Regions from separate parts of the Mus musculus genome. Here all the other regions are linked to region 4. Evidence: chromatin contacts called from public HiChIP or PLAC-seq and promoter capture Hi-C data. All regions are on one chromosome and are shown on one strand. The core of a region is the stretch at or near the end of the contact, and the rest is flanking DNA. Distances in the headings are between cores, read along the strand shown.

Evidence for each region. HiChIP or PLAC-seq counts read pairs in DNA pulled down with a chosen protein or histone mark. Capture Hi-C pulls out chosen DNA fragments and counts their contacts.
Region 1: an H3K4me3 HiChIP or PLAC-seq map of bone marrow-derived macrophages shows a contact between it and region 4, with 2.4 times the contacts expected there. The contact joins the enhancer-like site here to the promoter of Tmem39a in region 4. A contact is called at or near these places in 3 of 39 promoter capture datasets (cranial neural crest, macrophages and neural stem cells), 1 of 484 Hi-C or Micro-C datasets (bone marrow-derived DN3 thymocytes), 7 of 115 datasets of contacts at active chromatin or transcription factors (the 230-238 cell line, bone marrow-derived macrophages, embryonic limb bud and 4 more) and 4 of 9 other capture datasets (adipose tissue, liver, macrophages and 1 more).
Region 2: a contact with region 4 is called in an H3K4me3 HiChIP or PLAC-seq map of bone marrow-derived macrophages, with 2.4 times the contacts expected there. The contact joins the enhancer-like site here to the promoter of Tmem39a in region 4. A contact is called at or near these places in 1 of 39 promoter capture datasets (the C10 cell line), 4 of 115 datasets of contacts at active chromatin or transcription factors (the 230-238 cell line, bone marrow-derived macrophages, memory CD8 T cells and 1 more) and 4 of 9 other capture datasets (adipose tissue, liver, macrophages and 1 more).
Region 3: a promoter capture Hi-C map of adipose tissue shows a contact between it and region 4. The contact joins the promoter of B4galt4 here to the promoter of Tmem39a in region 4. A contact is called at or near these places in 9 of 39 promoter capture datasets (the C10 cell line, cranial neural crest, frontonasal cranial neural crest and 6 more), 1 of 15 datasets of contacts at CTCF or cohesin (CD8 T cells), 1 of 484 Hi-C or Micro-C datasets (LSK cells), 11 of 115 datasets of contacts at active chromatin or transcription factors (the 230-238 cell line, bone marrow-derived macrophages, embryonic limb bud and 7 more) and 4 of 9 other capture datasets (adipose tissue, liver, macrophages and 1 more).

The regions. Positions count from the first base shown.
Region 1 is chr16:38,693,217-38,697,760 of GRCm38.p6, reverse strand. All of the region lies in intron 1 of Arhgap31 (Rho GTPase activating protein 31), which reads left to right. Among named protein-coding and RNA genes, the nearest start is that of Arhgap31, 18 kb to the left of the region's middle. Within about 2 kb of position 2,445, at least 42 of the 459 cell types and tissues checked have an H3K27ac peak or open chromatin away from gene starts, as enhancers often do. A contact at or near this core is called in bone marrow-derived macrophages, where this site is marked.
Region 2 is chr16:38,759,127-38,763,799 of GRCm38.p6, reverse strand. It overlaps B4galt4 (UDP-Gal:betaGlcNAc beta 1,4-galactosyltransferase, polypeptide 4), which reads right to left. Exons shown (of 7, transcript NM_019804.4): 5 at 609-731. Among named protein-coding and RNA genes, the nearest start is that of B4galt4, 19 kb to the right of the region's middle. Within about 2 kb of position 2,794, at least 58 of the 459 cell types and tissues checked have an H3K27ac peak or open chromatin away from gene starts, as enhancers often do. A contact at or near this core is called in the 230-238 cell line and bone marrow-derived macrophages, where this site is marked.
Region 3 is chr16:38,739,801-38,744,393 of GRCm38.p6, reverse strand. B4galt4 (UDP-Gal:betaGlcNAc beta 1,4-galactosyltransferase, polypeptide 4) reads right to left here and starts at 2,135. Exons shown (of 7, transcript NM_019804.4): 1 at 2,026-2,135.
Region 4 is chr16:38,559,589-38,564,447 of GRCm38.p6, reverse strand. It overlaps Tmem39a (transmembrane protein 39a), which reads right to left and starts at 1,634. Exons shown (of 9, transcript NM_026407.3): 1 at 1,318-1,634; 2 at 147-333. The coding sequence starts at 259.

The DNA.
Region 1 (4,544 bases), core at 1,196-3,695, 130 kb before region 4:
ACTGAGTCACATGCCCAGCCCTGGCTCAAGTTCTAATTAATGAGTGGTTTTCAAATATTATTTCCTCCTGTTCTGCATGGCATCGCTCTCTATGTCTCTTCCTTTGCTGAGATCTCCTCAGCTTTTGTCCTTGGATTCTGTGCTTTTGGGGTCCTGTCCTGAGATCTCTTCTCTGTGGTTTTCTTCTAGTTATTTCATAATTGGGGGTCCCCCATTTCTCTTCAACCCATTTGGAGTTGATTTACTATGAGGGGAGAGGTACAGTTGTTGTTTTGCTGTTATGCATTTAGATATCGAGTTTTCCTAGAACAACTGATGGAAGAGACTGGCTGTATATAGTCTTGGTGCATTAGTGAGAACTTAGCTGGCTGTAAATCTGTTGGATTACTTCTGGAATTGGCATTTTGTCTTGTTATTTTGAGTATGTGGTTTTTGAGTTTTGGTTAATTTTGTTTTGTTTTTTGTTTTTTAAATGTCAAACATGCTGTTTTGGTCACTATAACTTGGAAGTATGGTTGCACATAATAATGAAAAGTAGGTATTATTAGTAGCTTCACTTCTTAGGCTTTAATTATTTATGTATTTTGTAGTGATAGAGATAGAATCCAAGGCACTGAGAAAGCCAGGAAAGTTCTCAATCACCAAGGTAGACCCAGTAGATGTTTTTAATTATGGCAAAATATGCATAACATAAGATATAGCATTTTACCATCTTGAAGTCTACAGTTCAGCAATACTGAACACATTCACATTCTTTTGTTTTGTTTTGTTTGTTTTTTCAAGACAGGGTTTCTCTATATAGCCCTGGCTATCCTGGAACTCACTCTGTAGACCAGGCTGGCCTTGAACTCAGAAATCCACCTGCCTCTGCCTCCCAAGTGTGCCACCACTGCCTGGCCACAGTCACATTCTTTCGCAATGGCCACCATGTCCATCATCTGAATCACTTCACCTTCCTTAACTGAGCCCTGTCCCCATTGAATGCTAACTCTCTGGTCTCCCTTCCACAGACCCAGAATCCCCAATCTAGTTTCCATCACCAGGGGTGTGGCTCTAGAGACTGTACAGGCATGGGAGGGAAGTAGTTGTCTGTTTGTGGCTATATTCCTTAACTTATAAGACCACTATTTTTTCAATGATAAAACCACCTAAGTAATAGTTCAAAGTTAGGCCCATCTCACTCTGTTTAACTGTGTGATCCCATCTAAACTTCCCCTGTAGGCAAACAGAGCTATCAGCTGACAACAGTGGAGAACTCACTGTTCAGGCAGCCCATGTTCAGATCAAAGAGCCAGGAGAACAACCTGGTATTATGAGTGACACATGAATAACCCCAGAATCTAGGAGGCTGAAGCAGGAAGATCTCAAGTTCTAGACTCCCCTGAACTATAGATTATAGCAGATTCCAGGCCAGCCTGTCTGGGCAGTAAGACCCCATCTGGAGCGAACTGGTTAGACTTGACTTGGTAGGACCTCAGGGAGAATAGTTGGAGATGGTGAAAGAACAAACATTCCAGGATCACCAGATGGTATACGAGAAAGGAGATTCTCAAATACTCAACCAGATGATTCACCCAGTTCAGGAGGCCTTCCTTGATGAAGGAATTTATAGACCCTCACCTAGAGAGCCTCTGAGTCCTCACACTTTATACAGGCTCAAAGGCTCTGGGAGGTTAAAGGCACCATCAATTATGCTTACCATAATGGTAAGTAAGTATTCTAATCAGCTTCAGTCTTCCTAAAACAAACTTAAAATTTACTAAAGAGATGAGCTTCATAGAGCAGAAAAGATATTTCTGAAGGACAGACACTTGAGTGAGATGGGGTGGGGGCGAGGTATCTGGCATGTCCTAAAATCCCACTGGGCAGAAAGTGAAAGATGGAAGGACCTGGCATGGAGAGTCCAGACGCTTCACCTCTGCCTCTAGGTCCCAGCATTGCTGCCCATTCTGATGCCAGCACAGACCAGCTGGTCACTCATTCCCACTCCCAAGGTTTCCGCCCCTGTAAAACCTCTACTACCTCCCACCTCCACCAGCTGTCAGCATTCCTTGAGTCGACACAAATGAGCCCCTTGCAAGCTGTGACCATTGACTCCTTCTCTGCAGTAGGCCTGCAGGGCTAGACTCTTCCTTAAGGCTCTGAGACAGAGGCATCTATATCGATGTCCAGCTTCTAGGAGCCTTGGCTGTGGCCCCATCATATCACTTGTGTTCATTCCCTGCCTTCTCCCATCAAATCTCCATCTCCCTCCTCCACTATCTAGAAAGACCCCGTGGTCACAATAAGACCACTTAGGTTACCCAAGAGAACTTCCTCATCTCAAGAATTATTTTAGTTGGTCACATGTGCAAAGTCCCTTTTGCCATATAAGGCAGCAGTCAAGGATTTCAGGAATAAGGATGTAGACCTCTTCGAGGGAATGGGGAGAATTACTCAACCAACCACAAACTTTTTATTTTTTCTTCTAGAACATATGGTCAGTTCCATGGTAACAGTAACTTGCTGTTATAGGTGCAGGATGAGAAGGACATCCAATGCAACCGATATTTATGATACTCTTACCACGCATCAGCCACTGAGTCACAAGGAACAGAGGAGCGAACAAGCATTTTCTGTCCCTAAGGGAGAAGATTCATAATCTCATCCCAAGCTGTTCTTCACACACATCCCAGTAGGAAGTGGATGACATCAAGTCTGACTCAGAGGAGTGGAATTGGTGTTAGATGAGTGGTCTCTCCCTGAAGGGAAGATACTTTAGATTAGAGGCCCTGGGTACACAAAGGCATAGAGGTATAACACAGTCACGCCAGACCCATATTCTCAGGAGACCACTAGGGAGAAGGGGCTTCCTTGCATGGGCTATGGTTGTAGGAACAGGTACTGTCTGACCAAGAGTCTTCCAGGGAGAAGAGAACAGTTGGGACAAACCTGTCGCCCTAAGCACTCAAACGATCAAGGAGGAGTCTCAAGAGACCCACACTTTAAAACTACCATGTCCCTTTTGTGGTTTCTGTCACTGCTGCTGAGAAGACATTGTCCCCAGTCAAGAAATAAACTTCTTTCGATTGGAGGGACATCTGCCTCTAGGTAATTATAAAGCAGAGTTTCAAAGTTTGTCCCTTGTATTTGTAATCTTAGGAAGTATGGCTTCGCTCTGTCCTGTGGACGATAACCAGAAGGATGTTCAACTATTCAAATCCAAGTCTCCTTGGAGGTGAAAAGCTGTATGACACCTCCCTCCAGCTGCTTCCTGGTCATGCTCCTGTTCCATCCCCCTTTTTGCCCTCCAGTGCTTTTAAGAATGACTGTCATCCCTCCACAAGCAGATATCTACTGTTTTTTTGTTTTGTTTTGTTTTGTTTTTTCTGATTTCTACCTCATTTAAGCTTGGCCTTCCATGGTTCTGGTCCACTCAGTGGCTGTCTCTACCTCAAAGCAGTGTCCTTTTCCCCCTTCCCTGTCTTTGTCTCTTGGGAGACTTCAAGGTTCCTTGGCATTAGCCCCCCCCCCCCCCAGCCCAGTGCCCACCTCCTCCTCTAAAACTATAAAAATTCAAAGTAATTAAGCCTTACTTCACCAGAGGGCAGATACTCAAAATGTTTTTATCACGTGTTACTAGAAAACAGAGCATAGATGGGAGCAAGATAGGGTGTGATGGTCACTCGAGAGGGCTCCAAAACAGCATTCGCTCTAGAATCTCATCACGTCTTTACCAGAGTGGCTCTTGCTTTGTGTGTTTCACTTCCATCCCAGACTTCACATGTCTTGATCCCCAGGGTATTCAAGATTAGGTAGTAGGGCCTTTAAGATGTGAGCCCAATGGCAGATCCTAAGGTTAACTGACAGTCTTTTCTCTTGAGGCATCACGGAGCACCAGGCTCGTTAGCTTCCTGCCTCTCCGTAGGATTTGATTGCTTCCACTCACACAAGATCCCGCTATCACATTATAAGGTCCTTACCAAGGCTGGGTCATTGTTAGCACCATATCCATGAACCTCCAAAATGGTCAGCCAACTTCTTTAATGAAGTTAGCCTGCCTTGAGTGTGTTTCATTGTACTAAACCAAAAACCAATGCAGGTCCTCTGGCACTTTTTCTGTGACTCTGTTTGCTTCCGGGTGAAACGTCAGAATCTTGGTATCTGAGATAAACACCATGATCAAAAGCAACTTGCAAAGCATTACTTCCACTTATGTGTCCCAATCATCGTTCATCATCATGAAGAGAACTCAAGACAGAAGCCGGAGGCAGGAACTGGAACTGAGACCGTGGGGAAGCATTGCTTACTGGCTTGCTCCCCATGGCTTAAGCAACCTGCTTTCTTATAGCACCCAGGACCACCTGCCCAAGGGTGTAACCAATTGTAGTGAGCTGAGCCCACCCAAATCAATCACCAATAAAAAAATGCATGACAGACATGCTACAGGTCAATTTTATGGATGCATTTTCCCAATTCAGAGTCCCTCTTCGGGCCTGGAGAGATAGCTCAGAGGTGGCCATCAGATAGTGACTCACAACCATCTGTAATGGGATCCGATGCCC
Region 2 (4,673 bases), core at 1,545-4,044, 200 kb before region 4:
CTATCTACTGCTCGCCCAGCTAAGCAGTACAAGGGACTTGGGGAAAAAGGAAGTACTGGCTTCCTCTAGCCCTTCCTAACCCTGACTCTGTATGATCAGCAGCTTGTGTGACCATGATGGTGACTGCTGGGGTCTGGGTGACATGGAGCCCTTAGGCAGGAAAACCTTCCTCTTTCAGAAACACGGCAAAAGGCTCTCTGCCCGAAGGGGCCAAGGCTAAGCAGCATGAGGCCTAGCTCCTTCACACCAGCCTCCTGGGTGCTTGATCGTGGCATATCTGTCAATTCAGATCTCGAGCTTAGAACACACTTTCTAAGCAGCATCAGGAAGAGGGAAAAGGTCCCCTGCTGTCTGCCCAGGAGGCCCTTGGGATCACAGCTCTGACTTATGGGCTTTTGAATAGTTAGGAATTTCTGGGCAATGGGTACATCTTTACCATCAACACACACACACACACACACACACACACACACCCTGGCACCATTTAAGCCCAACTCTGCAGCCTTAGGACCTGCTGGCCTGGCATGTCCAGGAACTACACACAAGTGCGGGTTTCCAGGTCAGCCCTGAGAGCAGAGCCCCGGGAAGGTCCCTTCTCTGCTGTTCACCTGAGTCTGAGGTCATCGTCTTCTCCTCCCCATCCCCAGTAGTTGTTAGAGAATCCATTCACCTTGAGAAACTGTTCCCTGCTGAGGGCAGTGACACCCCCAAAATATTTACTGTAACGCAACCTGGAGCAAAAGAGAAAACAGAGAAGTGACATTTAGCACAAAGCCCCTCTGTTCCCCCTCTGGTTTCGGGGGCTAGCATTCCAGGAACCCTTGGGAGATGGTTCACCTCCACCCATTTCAACTATCTACTCTTGCCTCATGTCTCCCTGTACTGCTGGCCTTTGATCTGCTGTTGGGTGACCCCACTAAGTAAGGTGACCCACGTGCCTGTTATCAATAACACTGGTATTCAGTATTGCCTTAAATGTGAGTGAGAGAATCCATCCCATGTAAAGGCTGCTAAGAACACCAGGTATGTTCAGCATCAATGAGTCTCATGATAAATATACTCCCCCTCCCCCTTTCTTCTTAGGGTAGAGAAGAGGTGTAAATCAGGAGACAGTTCCAGTCCGTGCTTTGATTGTGCTCACTCTGCAAACCACCATCTTAAGAGTCTGCTTTCTACAGAGATCAACAGGCCACCCCCACTCGGCTGAACTGCGGGCTTGGGCAATCAGATGGAATGCAGTGTCTTTCATGAAAACTGAGTATGAAGAAAATCGTTTGGTTTTGAGAGCAAGACAATGAATTTATTCTTAGGCTAAATTTGAGACGTTCCTAGGGCTTATGCCAACGGGCAATGGAGGAAGGGTTCACGTTCACAAGACACCTGTGCGGAGATAACTCAGCAGCTGTGAGTACCTGAAGACCGTGGAGTAGGAGACACCTGGACGACTATAGAATGAGCAAGAAGAGTTGAACATCCGCTGAACCACTGTTAAGACTAATAAGGAGAAGAGGAAGCCAAAGGCCTAGGACAATAGGGTGGGAGGAATGTCAGAGAGTAGCTCCCAGGATAAAAGGACTCTTATCCCACTGACCTGTCAGCAAGCTGGGCTAAGGCTAACCCTTAATACAACTCTGGCATCCTCCCAAACTGCAGCTGGAGGGAGCTACTAAACAGAACCATGTGACCACAGAGACGATTTCAAACTTTTCACGGACTTCAGCCAACTAAATACCGATGTTTTCCAGACAAAAAGAAAACCCAAAAGAATGACACTCAATACACTGTAGACATTTCCAACCTAACACCTGGTATCCCCAAAGCTCCTCTGAGGTTGAGTGGTTTCTATGCTCCTCATACAAACTAGTCCCTATGTATCCCATAACAGTTAGAGATATAGTTATATTTATCAACTTTTACCATGAAAATACCTGCGGGAAACAATCTTAAAAGAGGGCAATTTTATTTTTGCTCATAGTTTCCTTCAGTCCATGGCCAGCTCGCTCCATTGCTGATGGGCCTGTGGCCAGTGAGAATATCACAGTGGAAAAGATATGGTTGGTAGGGACGGCTACTCACTTCATGACAGTTAAGACACAAAGATGAGGACGAGGAACAGGACAATATATAGTCCCTGGGGACACACTTCTAGTGACCCGCTTCCTCCAAGTCTAAAAATACCCACAACCCCAAATCTAAAAATACCCACCACTTCCCATTAATGTCATAGGATTATAAATCCATCATTAATCACTGATTTGGTCATTGCCATCATAATCTGACTGTCTCTGGAGATGCCTTCCCAGGCACCTCTGAGCTATATCCAACTGATCTTATTGCCCCCTCTCAGTCTAGTCAAGTTGAAAACCAAGACTGACCATCACGATCACATTCATGAACTTAACAATGAAGGGACTCTTAACTATCATAAAACAAAACAAAACAAAACAAAACAAAACCAAAAACAGCTACATCAGGGCCATGTGGATAGAAATAGTGGCCCCACATAACCTCCTAGGCAGCAAAGAGAAGTTTTTATGAGAGACCTGGCATGCATGCTCTAGAAGGGACTGCTAGTACTTACGATGCTCCAAGTAGCTAGCTGAGAGCACAGGATTACCGGGGGCCTTCCCTCCTAGAGCTCTGAACTGAACAACCCCAGGTTCTTAGGAACCACAGCCACAGCAAGAGGAGCAGGGTCTGGAAGGACCCAGATGTACAGATGAGGGAGGATACGGTGTGAGACCCTGGTGAGGAAGTGCGTAGGCTAAGGAGCACTGAGCCCAGCTTTGCTGTGGGGAGGAGCAGCAGATGCCTCCAGGGAAACCACAGAACTGCTCTTACCGTTGTTATCCAGCAAACGCCTCTGTGTGTACTGACTTTTGCTTTTGATCCTTTTTCTGGAAGAGGGTACATTTTAAGAGGCCCTCAAGTGAGTTTACAACTATATTTTAAAGGGCTGTAAGGTCCCCAGAATGAGGAAGATGGAGTCATACAGTTACAATGGAGTCCTTGGAGAAAGGAGGCGGGCACGGAGGAGTTATTAGCAACAAAATTCACCATGAATCTGAAACACTTGGGCAAGGTACTTTAACTTCCTGCCACTGAATGTGTGGCAGGTGAAAACATTTCCATTTGGTTTGGTTTGGTTCTGTTTCACAGTCCAGGCTGTTTATTCCTTTTCGTACCTTAAGCTACAAATTCATACAGGATTAGCTCCAGCAGCTCAGACTCCTACGAAGTGTCCAGCTCTGGGTGGCGCAGGCTGGTACTTTAGCTGATCCCAGGTGCCCTTCTCTTTGGCTTCCTTGACTTCTGATCCTTTTCCTTCACCCCTTCCAGGAAGCTGTCTTTGGTCTCAGAGTACTTGATATGCTCAAGTCACACATGAGTTCTCTTGGCAAGAACCTTGCCCTTAACTTGCTAGCTTACAATGATTCCCACAGCACGCTGGGTGGTGATGTAGACTCTTCCAGTTTTGCCACAGTCACACTTAAGGGACATTTCCTTATGAACAGTGCCCAGTCCCTTGATGTCAACAATACCAACCTCCTTATAGATTCGCATGCATGAGGCAAAAGGAACAAGTCCATATTTCCTACAAGGCCTAGAGAACAGAGACCCAGTGTCCCTCCTCTTCCTCTTTGTGATTGTAGGCGAAAACATTTCTTATACCTACACCCATGGGGCTGTTGGGACAATGAAGAAGCCAGAGCTCAGTGATGTTATAACACAGTGATACAGAGCTGCCATCAGAAGTCACGGAGACCCTGAAACTGAAATTGCCTGCCACCTGCAGCAGAATTTTGCCCAGGATAGCAATGGTAAGGAGGTGCCACAAAAGGGGCGGGGGGGGGGGGGGACTGGCAGGTGGGCATGTGCATGATCCATACAATAAAACTGGACCAAAGTAAGATCTAAGTCTGAAGGGATGGGTAAGAAGTACAAAGCAAATATAACTCAGTGGTGGAGAACCTGCATACTGCAAAGGCCTCATGTTTTTCTCTCGTCAGCGTGTGTGCACGCATGCACACACATACACACTCTGGGCCACCGTTTTTCTCCGAGCTTACATTTAAATCACAAGGTAAGCGTATTCGATTCTGCAAGGAAGACAAAGGCTTGCTGATGGTGTCTGGGAAGAGCAGCAGTGTCTGGCCAGATGTAAGGGAAAGTTAAACAGCAAGCTAGGTACAGGCCATCTCTTAAAGTGCACAGTCTCTGATGGAGGCCATGATGGTCACACCAGAGTGTAAGGTCAAAATCAGGTCCCAGTGGACAATTATCTCTTCATGCTGATGGCCAGGTTAACACCATGATACAATGTAGACTCTCTCAGTCCACAGCCTGTCCTTAATCCCCCCTCCCACCCACCCACCCCCCGCCACCTCCTCCCCTTGAGTAATTAGAAAAAGGAATGGGGCAGGAACAGAATGCCTAAAGTTAGGAGGTTAAGAGTCGGTCACAATTGGGCATGTAACCTGATGACATTTCCTCAGAGAAGGAGAGAACACCGAGGTTAAGTGGACCCTCACCTCTTGTTCCTGTTGCTCCTCCCAGCCTCATGGTCTAAGTACACTCCTAAGTGCACGTGACCTTGAGGTCGGGGGAGATGCTAAGTTAGAGAGGCTAGGGAAGATCAACCCGAAGCGCTGCCATCTGTGTGGGCACAGGGA
Region 3 (4,593 bases), core at 886-3,385, 180 kb before region 4:
TCTTTAAAAAGAAAAAAAAAAAAAAATAGCCAGAAGTCGCCAATGGTTCACAGTTATAATACCAGCACTAAGACTGAAGCAGGAGGATTACCCACCCAGTTCCAGGCCAGTCTGGACTGCATTCATGAGTTCTAGGCTGACTTTCTTTGGATGGTCCCAGTATGGATAAAAGGACTTCCAAGAGACGTTTGTTTGGTGTTTGGTTCCCAAGGCACACACTATTACCAGCACAGCTCAGAGAAGGGACTAAATACCTATATCAAGTGGCACACAGAATGTAGTAACGGAGCCGCCGTTACGGCCCTCCCTACCTATTCTTCACCAAACAGTTCGGCATGGTCAGCAATTGATTTTGAGATGCCCCCGTCCCCCATCAAAGTTGTGGACCTCTCTCAAATGCGGTCAGGGGTTTGTGCTATTTCACGGAGTTTTCAGTGTCCACACAGAGGCCAAATCTGTTCTTAAAAATTCACTTTAAGAACAGAAGAAAAGAAAACCCCCAATGTAGGAGCTAGAGAAAGTACCCAAGAGCTGAAGGGGTCTGCAACCCTAATGGTGGAACAACAATATGAACTAACCAGTACCCCCCAGAGTTTGTGTCTCTAGCTGCATATGTAGCAGAAGATGGCCTAATTGGCCATCATTGGGAAGAGAGGACCCTTGGTCTAGCAAACTTTATATGCCCCAGTACAGGGGAAAGCCAGGGCCAAGAAGTGGGAGTTGAGTGGGTGGGTGGGGGTGGGGGGTAATAGGGGACTTTGGGGATAGCATTTGAAATGTAAATGAAGAAAATATGCAATAAAAAAGAAAAATCCTAAAGAAAAATGTCAAAATCATTATTACTGTTAAGAAAAAAGAAAAGAAAAGAAAAGAAAAGAAAAGAGAAAAGAGAAAAGAGAAGAGAAGAGAAGAGAAGAGAAAAGAAAAAAGAAAAGAAAAGAAAAGAAAAGAAAAGAAAAGAAAAGAAAAGAAAAGAAAAGAAAAGAAAAGACCATCAACAACGCAGTGTTTCCTTCCCAGGAGGTGCATTCCTCCACGCTCTGGCATGGGGGGGGGGGCGGGGGGGGAGCGGGGCCGGCAGCCTTCAACTCTATCTTGAATTTCACTTTCTCAAACTGAATCATATCTGACATTCCTTGAGTTTCATATATCCTCTGAAGATTCATTACACACACACACACACACACACACACACACACACCAGTTAATGAATTTTTTTAAATGAGACCGAGAGACCTTTTTTCAACTCTCAAATTACCACCTTCTGTCTGCTCTTTCATTACCAAACCACTGGGGAGATCAGCCCGCGCCCGGAGCACCCCCACATCCTCCTGCCTCCTGGCTCACTTCTGAACACTTTGCAACCCACAGGCACCAGACTTGGCTAATACCCTCCTAAGGTTACCTCCCCGCAAAGGCCTTCTCTAGATACTTCTCTCCCACACCCTTCAGCACCCGAACTCCTAACCAATCGCCCTTATCTAAGGGAAACCAGAAGATCCAGTGATGCAGATCCACAGACCCTGGAGGGAACAGGTGCCCGACCTACACACAGCAGGTGGGTCTCAAGCCCTTCAAACCCCATGTGAGTGCCCCTGGCTTGGCCGAAGGTATCTCGGGCCCTTTCAGGCATGGAAGTACAGATCAGATGAGCTGTTTCCCCAGGTGAAAGGCTGTCTGACCCTGACCGAGAAGGATGGGCCTTTTCCAGGTAGAGGCGCCGGGAGACGCAAGCACCCGGACGCGGGACGCGGCCGGATGCACCCTGCATCTCCCCGCTGCGCGCAACATCTCCCCAGCTCTGAGCTCTGGGGCGCCGGCACGGGAGCCGGAGCCCCGCCAAGGTGGGCCTCTGCAGGCCCCCAGCTCGCCCGCCGCTCGCTCGGCCGGCAGGACAGCAGCGCCGAGGCCTGAGCGCGCAGGCTCCGCGTCCGCCCGGCACCATCCCGTGGACCCACCCGGCTCACAGCCCGACGATGGCCGCTCGGAGCGCGCAGCAGCGGAGCTCGGGCCCGGCGTACTCACCCCGGACGCGGCCACCGGGAGGCCGCCCGGGGAAGGGGAGGTGGTGAGGAGCAGCCCCGGGGATCGCGCTCGTGGACCGCCTGCGCCGCCGGGAGGCGGCTCTGCAGCCCCGGCTCCGCCTCGCGCGCAGCGCCATCGAGGGGGCGGGTCTGCCCGGTTCTCTCAAGACCTGGTGCAGCCTCCCTCCGGCCAATCCCACCACGCGCTGCGGGAGCTTGAGAATTAAAAGGGGTGCACACCGTAGTCTTTAGATCACAAACCGTACTGAGGATAACTAGTTAGGCTCCGGGCGCTTCTCAGATTCCATCCCCGGGGACATCACCGGAACCTGGAAAAGAGATCATATCCCAGTGCTTTACAGAGCAGGAAAGTGACGCTTTGGACTTACAGGAATGTGCAACCTTTTGACTTCTCTGGGCAACATTAAATGAAGGGTGGCTTCAGGCCACATCATAGAATCCAGAAGTCTACAGTTACATGTTTATTTTGCGTGACACTACCAGGCGACATTGTCATTTATAAAGTTCATGTTTGAGAACCCTGAAATCGAGCACACAAACACACACACACACACACACACACACACACAAAACCACTTCAGCCTTCATAGTAGTTTAAGTAAGTTTACAGTTTGTGTTGGGTTGATTTTATAGCCATCCTGGGGCAAGGGTTAGACACATCCTCAAGAAAGTCTAAAGTCCTGATAGGTTATAGCCTGCTCAGCCATGCATTGTACCAAATTAAAGACCAAATGATATTATGCGAATCATAATATTTCAAATATAATCATAATAATCAAATTAGGCTAAAATTGATAGAAAACTAATGGTGAGGTCTTCATAGGCGCACAACAGTCTGCATGCTGCCAGCTCTCTCTGAGAAGCTACATGAAAATCACCTGATCCATCGCAAGTGAAGCAAGGGTGCTCAGCCTGTGGGTCGCGACCCCCGTGTGGAGTTGCATATTTGATATTTATAGTTCGTAACAGTAGCAGAATTACAGCTATGAAGCAACAAGGAAATAACTTTATGGTTGGTGGTTACCACGACATGAGGAACTGTATTAAAGGGCGGCAACATTAGGAAGGGTGAAAAGCGCTGCTCTAAAAAGGAGCAAACTGAATCAGTCCTGAGGTACTGGGCTTTAAACAGGCCTAGGACCATTTTGATGCCACTTATCTGTGTCACCACTGTGATGGAATTTGGAGCCTGTAGTCCGAGCCTCCTGCATCATGCTGACCCCTCTGAAGAGCACTGGGAGGTGCTGAGACTACTATACCCTGGCAGAAGAAACACTGAAATCTCTCAGTAGAAGACTGGTCTCCCTTCTGTCCCATGGAGTTCAAACAGATACAAGTTAACAATTTTAAAATGTTTTCATTTATTTGTGTATTTACTTACTGTTTAGTGCTAAGGAAAGGAATCAGGGCCTATCCTACCTGCTACAAATAGCCACTAAACTACACACAGTTATCACCACTCCCAGTCCTTCCACACAGGCACACTTTGAGTTCACAGTCTTTTTTAAACCATTATACCAGTTAGTTTTTGTCAACTTGACATAGACTAGAGTCATCAATTGAGGTATCATCTCCATCAGACCAGCCTATGAACTGATTTTCTTGATTAGTAATTGATATGGGAAAGCCATCACACATTAGATGATGCAACTCCCAGAACAGGTGGTTCTGGGTTATATAAGAAAGTAAAGCAAGCAAGACAGCAATCAGTGTTCCTTTGTGGTCTCTGCTTGAATTCCTGCCTTGGCTTTCCTCAATGATGAACCCAAACATCGAACATGTAAGGTTAAATACAATCTCTCCTGGCCTGGCTGCTTCTGGTCATGGGGTTAATCACAACAGAGAACAGACTAGAGCAATCACCAAGCACAGGAGGTTTCTCATGAATGAAGGCAGAAGTGATACCCCAAAGAGATAGATTTAAAAGTGGGATTTAACATACTTTGAACAGCTAGAGATCCATGAAGCAGGCTTTCATTGCACCAAAGGAAGATAGTGTCCTGGTTAGTTGTTTGCTAACTTGACAAAAGCTAACGTCATCCAAGAAGAGGGAACCTCAACAGAGACAGTGCTCCTATCAGATTGGCATGGATGGTATTTTCTTTCTGAATAATTTATACAGGACGTTCCAGCTCACTGAGGGTGGTGCCAACTGTAGGCATATGGTCCTGTTTTATATCAGAAAGCAGACTGAGCAAGCCATTAACCAGTACTCCTCTATGGCCTATGCTTCAGTCCCTGTTGTTGGTGTCTGCCTTGACTACCCTTTATGATGGCTTACAACTGTAAGCTTAAATAAGCCTTTCCCTCCACAAATATATATATATATGTGTGTGTGTGTGTGTGTGTGTGTGTGTGATTTTACCACAGCAATGAGAAGATAGGTAGCAGGCCAAGACAGAGAATGGTACCCAGAGTGGGATTTTGCTGGGACAGACCTAATCATAATGTTTTCAGGAGGAACAGTAAGGATGGGAGTGGGAAAACAAAAACAAGACACTCTAAGGATTAGAGAAACAATTCTGGTCCTTTGCACTGGGTTGGAAAT
Region 4 (4,859 bases), core at 385-2,884:
TTTTCAGTCTTCAAAGGCAGAATTCCTACTTCAGTGATAAGTTTGATAAGCAAACATTTGAATAGAATTATTTTGTATTAGTCTCACTGATAACAGGCTATTACAAATCATGCCAAGTGTTAAGCATAGAATTATATGTTCTTTACCTGTTCCTCAAGCCCGTCCCATTGCCACAGCCGCCGCCGACCAACGTCTGTATGGAAGGTAAAGCTGACCGGCTTAGCTGCTGCCGACTGGGACCCCGCCTTCTACTGGGCATGTCCAGGAACCAGGTAATTTCCAGTGCCACCTGAAGTTGCCACCCAGGCTGATGACTGTCAACTTATTTCAAATCTGAATAATATTAAAAAAGAAAGAAAGATTGTAACTTTTTCTAGAAGTCAGTATAACAAGCAAATGTTAAAACTCAGTGAGCAGATCTTATAAAATCCAGATTGAATTTTCAAATAAATGTTCCTGTCCCTATATACTGCTTGGATCTGGGGTAAGGTCAGAGGTTTAAATTCTGAGCTCAGCTGTATTCAGCATTAAGGCAACTCCCGGCTGGTGTCTTGTCTTGCTGACTTTTTCTTAAATAAAACAAGACTACAATCTACAAGGTGGCATTCTACAAGAAACACCACAACTTACTCGATTCTAATTTGCAATTTCACATTAAAATCACTTGAAATACAGGAAATATCTCTGTCCAAAATATGAGGTTGTTATCAAGGAATCTGACTAAGATTTGCCGCAGGTTTCTGACCTTGACCAAGTCATTTAACCAGAGTTTGTTTCTTCATTTCACTCAAATGGTTGCCCGTTTCAGAAAAGCTTCTGTAAAACCGCTAAGAAATTAAATGAACGTGCAAAATTAAAGGGCTAAAGAGATCTTCAGGGGGGAGGTGGGCGGACGACGACATTATGTTTTCCTCAATTTCGGCAAACATGGTTCTGCCAACATATACCACGTATTTCCTAAATACGACTAAAAATACTCTGAAAAAAAAAATTTTTTTTTTTGCTTAACATTACTACTGTAGAGGGATCCGAGGTTCCCTAGTCCACTGTAGGCTAACAAACGCCAGGTGGGACAAAGACTCCAAACTGTTAAAGGCAAAGAAAGCTGATCCCTGCTCAATTAAAGAGAAAGTACGGTGAGGGCAAAAGGCTGGGGCGCATCAGCGTAAGATTGTTCGAGGTGGAAGGCGAGAAACCACAAACTTGACTGGACTAAACCTCCAAGACGGAATCACCTAGTGGTCTCAGGCCGGCGGCCGAAAGAGCCGAAGCACGCCAGGGCCGGCGAGATGACAAAGCAGGTTAAGTAAAACTCACGCATGGGACAGGCTGGCCACGGAGAGGGATCCCTGGGAGGAGGCGGCGGCTTCACAGCCGCGACCCCGGGCACCCAAACTCACTCCCTCCTCTAAAGCGCTCCAAAAACAGCTGCCGGGACGCAGGCAGGATCCCACTGGACAGTCGAAGAAAGCTCTCGGGTCGCTAGGTTACCAGACCCAGACCGGGAGTCCGTGCCAGAGCCAGAGCTAAAGTCAGAAGCACAGTCCGACCCCATCACCAAGACTCATCATCCTCAGCCTCCATCGCCCGGGAGCTGAGGAGACGTGGCAGCGCACAGCGATGACGTCAGCTCTGCGTCGCGCTGGCCCCCGGAAACAGGCTTGCGGCCAGCAGAGCTGGCTCGCCCTCCTCCCGGCGCACCTGCGCAGTGGGACTCTCCGGCGCCCGGGCTTTCCGGCCCATACGTGCCCGGCGGAGTTTTTCTGTTTGTTGGTTAGTTTGGTTTTTGGTTGTTTTTTTCCCCAAATTTTCCCTGGCTCCAGTCAGCTAGTGTCTAGAGAAATGCTTGGAGAAGAGAAGGGAAATTCGGAGATGCCACCTAAGATCACGTCTTTCATATGCAAACGACTGTGACAAGCACGTCGGACGCCTGCCCCTTGCAGGGACTGAATATTAAATAATGAACTAGGTAGATAATAGAAATAAAGAATGAGTTCTAGAAAAGTTAAGTCTAATAAATAAGAGAACGCAGCAACAAGCTTCAGTAATGCTGTTAAGAACAATAAATTCACAGTTAGAAGTATATCTGAGCAGAGCAGTGGTGGCGCACGCCTTTAATCCCAGCACTTGGGAGGCAGAGGCAGGTGGATTTCTGAGTTCGAGGCCAGCATGGTCTACAGAGTGAGTTCCAGGACAGCCAGGGCTACACAGAGAAACCTTGTGTCAAAAAAAAAAAAAAAAACGAAACAAAACTACATCTGAGGTCCAGGGATGGCACTAGTGCCAATACTGTAAAGGGTCTGAAGCTCCAAAGATGAGTAAGCTGTTTTCCGAGGACAGTACGTGGTAAATAAAAAGATATGGAGTCTCAATTGTACAGCTTACTTTACCATGCTGAGTTCAATCCCTAGCCTTCACCCTACCCCCCCCCCCAAAAAAAAGATAGGCAGCCCAATGTTGCCCAGAACTGTCAGTAGTTTGATATCAAAATGAAGCAAGCCTGATAGGGCTGGAGAGTTGGCTCAGCAGTTAAAGAGCACTGAATGGTCCTGAGTTCAATTCCCAGAAATCACATGGTGGCTCACAACCATCTGTAATGGGACTTGATGCCCTCATCTGGTGTGTCTGAAGACAGCTACAGTGCACTCACATATATAAAATAAATAAATCTTTAAAGTAGAAAAAGGTAAAATAAAGAAGAATAAGCCTGGTGTGCCGGTGGAGGCCAGGGGGATGCAAATTATAACTACATTGAGATGCCATCTCACCTCAGTCAGATTTGCTATCATCAAGAAAAAAGATAAATAGATATAAATAAATCAAAATGTTGGCTAGGATGGAGAGGAGAAGGATCCTTACTCACAGTTGGTGTCAGTATAGAAAGGTGTAACCACTGTGGCCTTCATGATGGAGGTGTTTGAAAATGAAAACAAACAAAAATCACAATGACAGGACCTGGCTGTACCAGTCCTGACCATATGCACCCAAAGATAGTTGCACATCCATGTTTACTACCGTTTCATTCACAACAGCAAGGAAATTGAGTCAGTCTACATGTGCATCTTCAGATGGGTGGATCATTAAAAAACCCACGATGGTTTTTACTAAGCTTTAAAGAAAAATGATGATAGAACTGGAAAATATTATATCAAGTAAGGCAACAAGTTTGAAAAGAGAAATGCCACGTGTTCCCTCACATATGCATATTGTTTATGTGTGGGGGGTGGGGTGGGGGGGCATGTGAATGCCAGGCCAAGAGTGTGGAGGTCATAGGACAACCTTGGGTACTTTCCACCTAGTCTGAGACAGTTCTCCTTGTTATTGGTTGTTTCGTATGACAGGCTATGTGGCCTTTGAGCTTCTGGGGAGTCTCCTGCCTCTGCCTCCCATCCTCCCACAGGCCTGCTAGAATCAGATGTCTACTACCACATCCAACTTGGCATAGCTCCTGGAGGACTCCTGGCCTCACGTTTGCATCACAAGCACTTTACACACAGCCTCTCCCCAATTGTGCATCTTGAATTGTATACCTGTGTGTTTGTGTAGAAAAGAGTATGGATACCAATCAGGGAACTAGAACTCGACCCAGAGAATGAGAAATGAGGCTTTAAGGAAGCAGCAGGTGAGGGCGGGTGAGATGGCTCAGTGGTCAAAAGCACTGACTGCTCTTCCAGAGTTCCTGAGTTCAAATTCCAGCAACCACATGGTGGCTCACAACCATTTGTAATGGGATCTGAAGACAGCTACAGTTTTTTTAAAAAGGAGGAAAGTGAAGGAGGAAAGGTACTGTACTAGCTGGATGTTAGCAGGACAAGGGGACAACCAAAACTAAGTAGGTGTGAAAATGTGACAAGGACACCCTTTATGGTAATTAAGAAGTAAATTTTTGTTTTTTTGGTTTTTTTTGTTTTTTTTTTTCCGAGACAGGGTTTCTCTGTATAGCCCTGGCTGTCCTGGAACTCACTTTGTAGACCAGGCTGGCCTCGAACTCAGAAATCTGCCTGCCTCTGCCTTCCAAGTGCTGGGATTAAAGGCGTATGCCACCATGCCCGGCAAGAAGTAAATTTTTAGAAAAAAAAATCTGCCAAAGGAGAAAAATCAAAATGAGAATTCCCATGAGATCATCCCCAGGCGTCTATCTTTGTATCAGCTGTAGGATTAGTCAACGTCTATTAGAAACTGTAGCCGCCACCCCCACCCCTGGACTATATATCTCATCTAAATGTCACAACCAGGTTGGAGATAGAGCTTAGGGATAGAGCGCTTGCTTAGCATAAGTGAGCTTCAGAATTAATATTCCCCAGCACAGAAAAAGGAACAAAAACTTCAAGGGGTAGCAGCAGACGTCTGTGCTCTCAGCCCATTGGAAGTGGAGATAGGAAGTTCCAAGACTGCCTTGGTTACAGAAGATCCTACCAAAATAAAGTAAATAAACCCACAAACATGTTGACCGATAGATAGCACACCAAAATCCCATTTTATAGAAGAAACACAAGAACTGAAACCAAACCAATGTTGAAAACAACCTACCTAAACTAAGCCAGAATCCAAAACAGAGGTTTGTCTGACAGTGACCTAGCAACAAAGCAAACCGGAAACCATCCCTTGATGGGACAAGCAACGCCCTTTCTTCTTTACTCTCTGTCCCTCTCCAATCCTTTCTGCAGAAAAGTTGCTTTCCCATAGTTTTCATTCATGCTTTTGTGCGCGCACGCACAGACACACACAGACACACACAGACACACACACACATACACACACACACACACACCTGTCAAGGACTTCTGTACAGAAACCCCAGCTCCATCCCCCTCGCCCCAAAGGCAACATACTCCCTGGAGGCAATGGAGGGGAGTGTA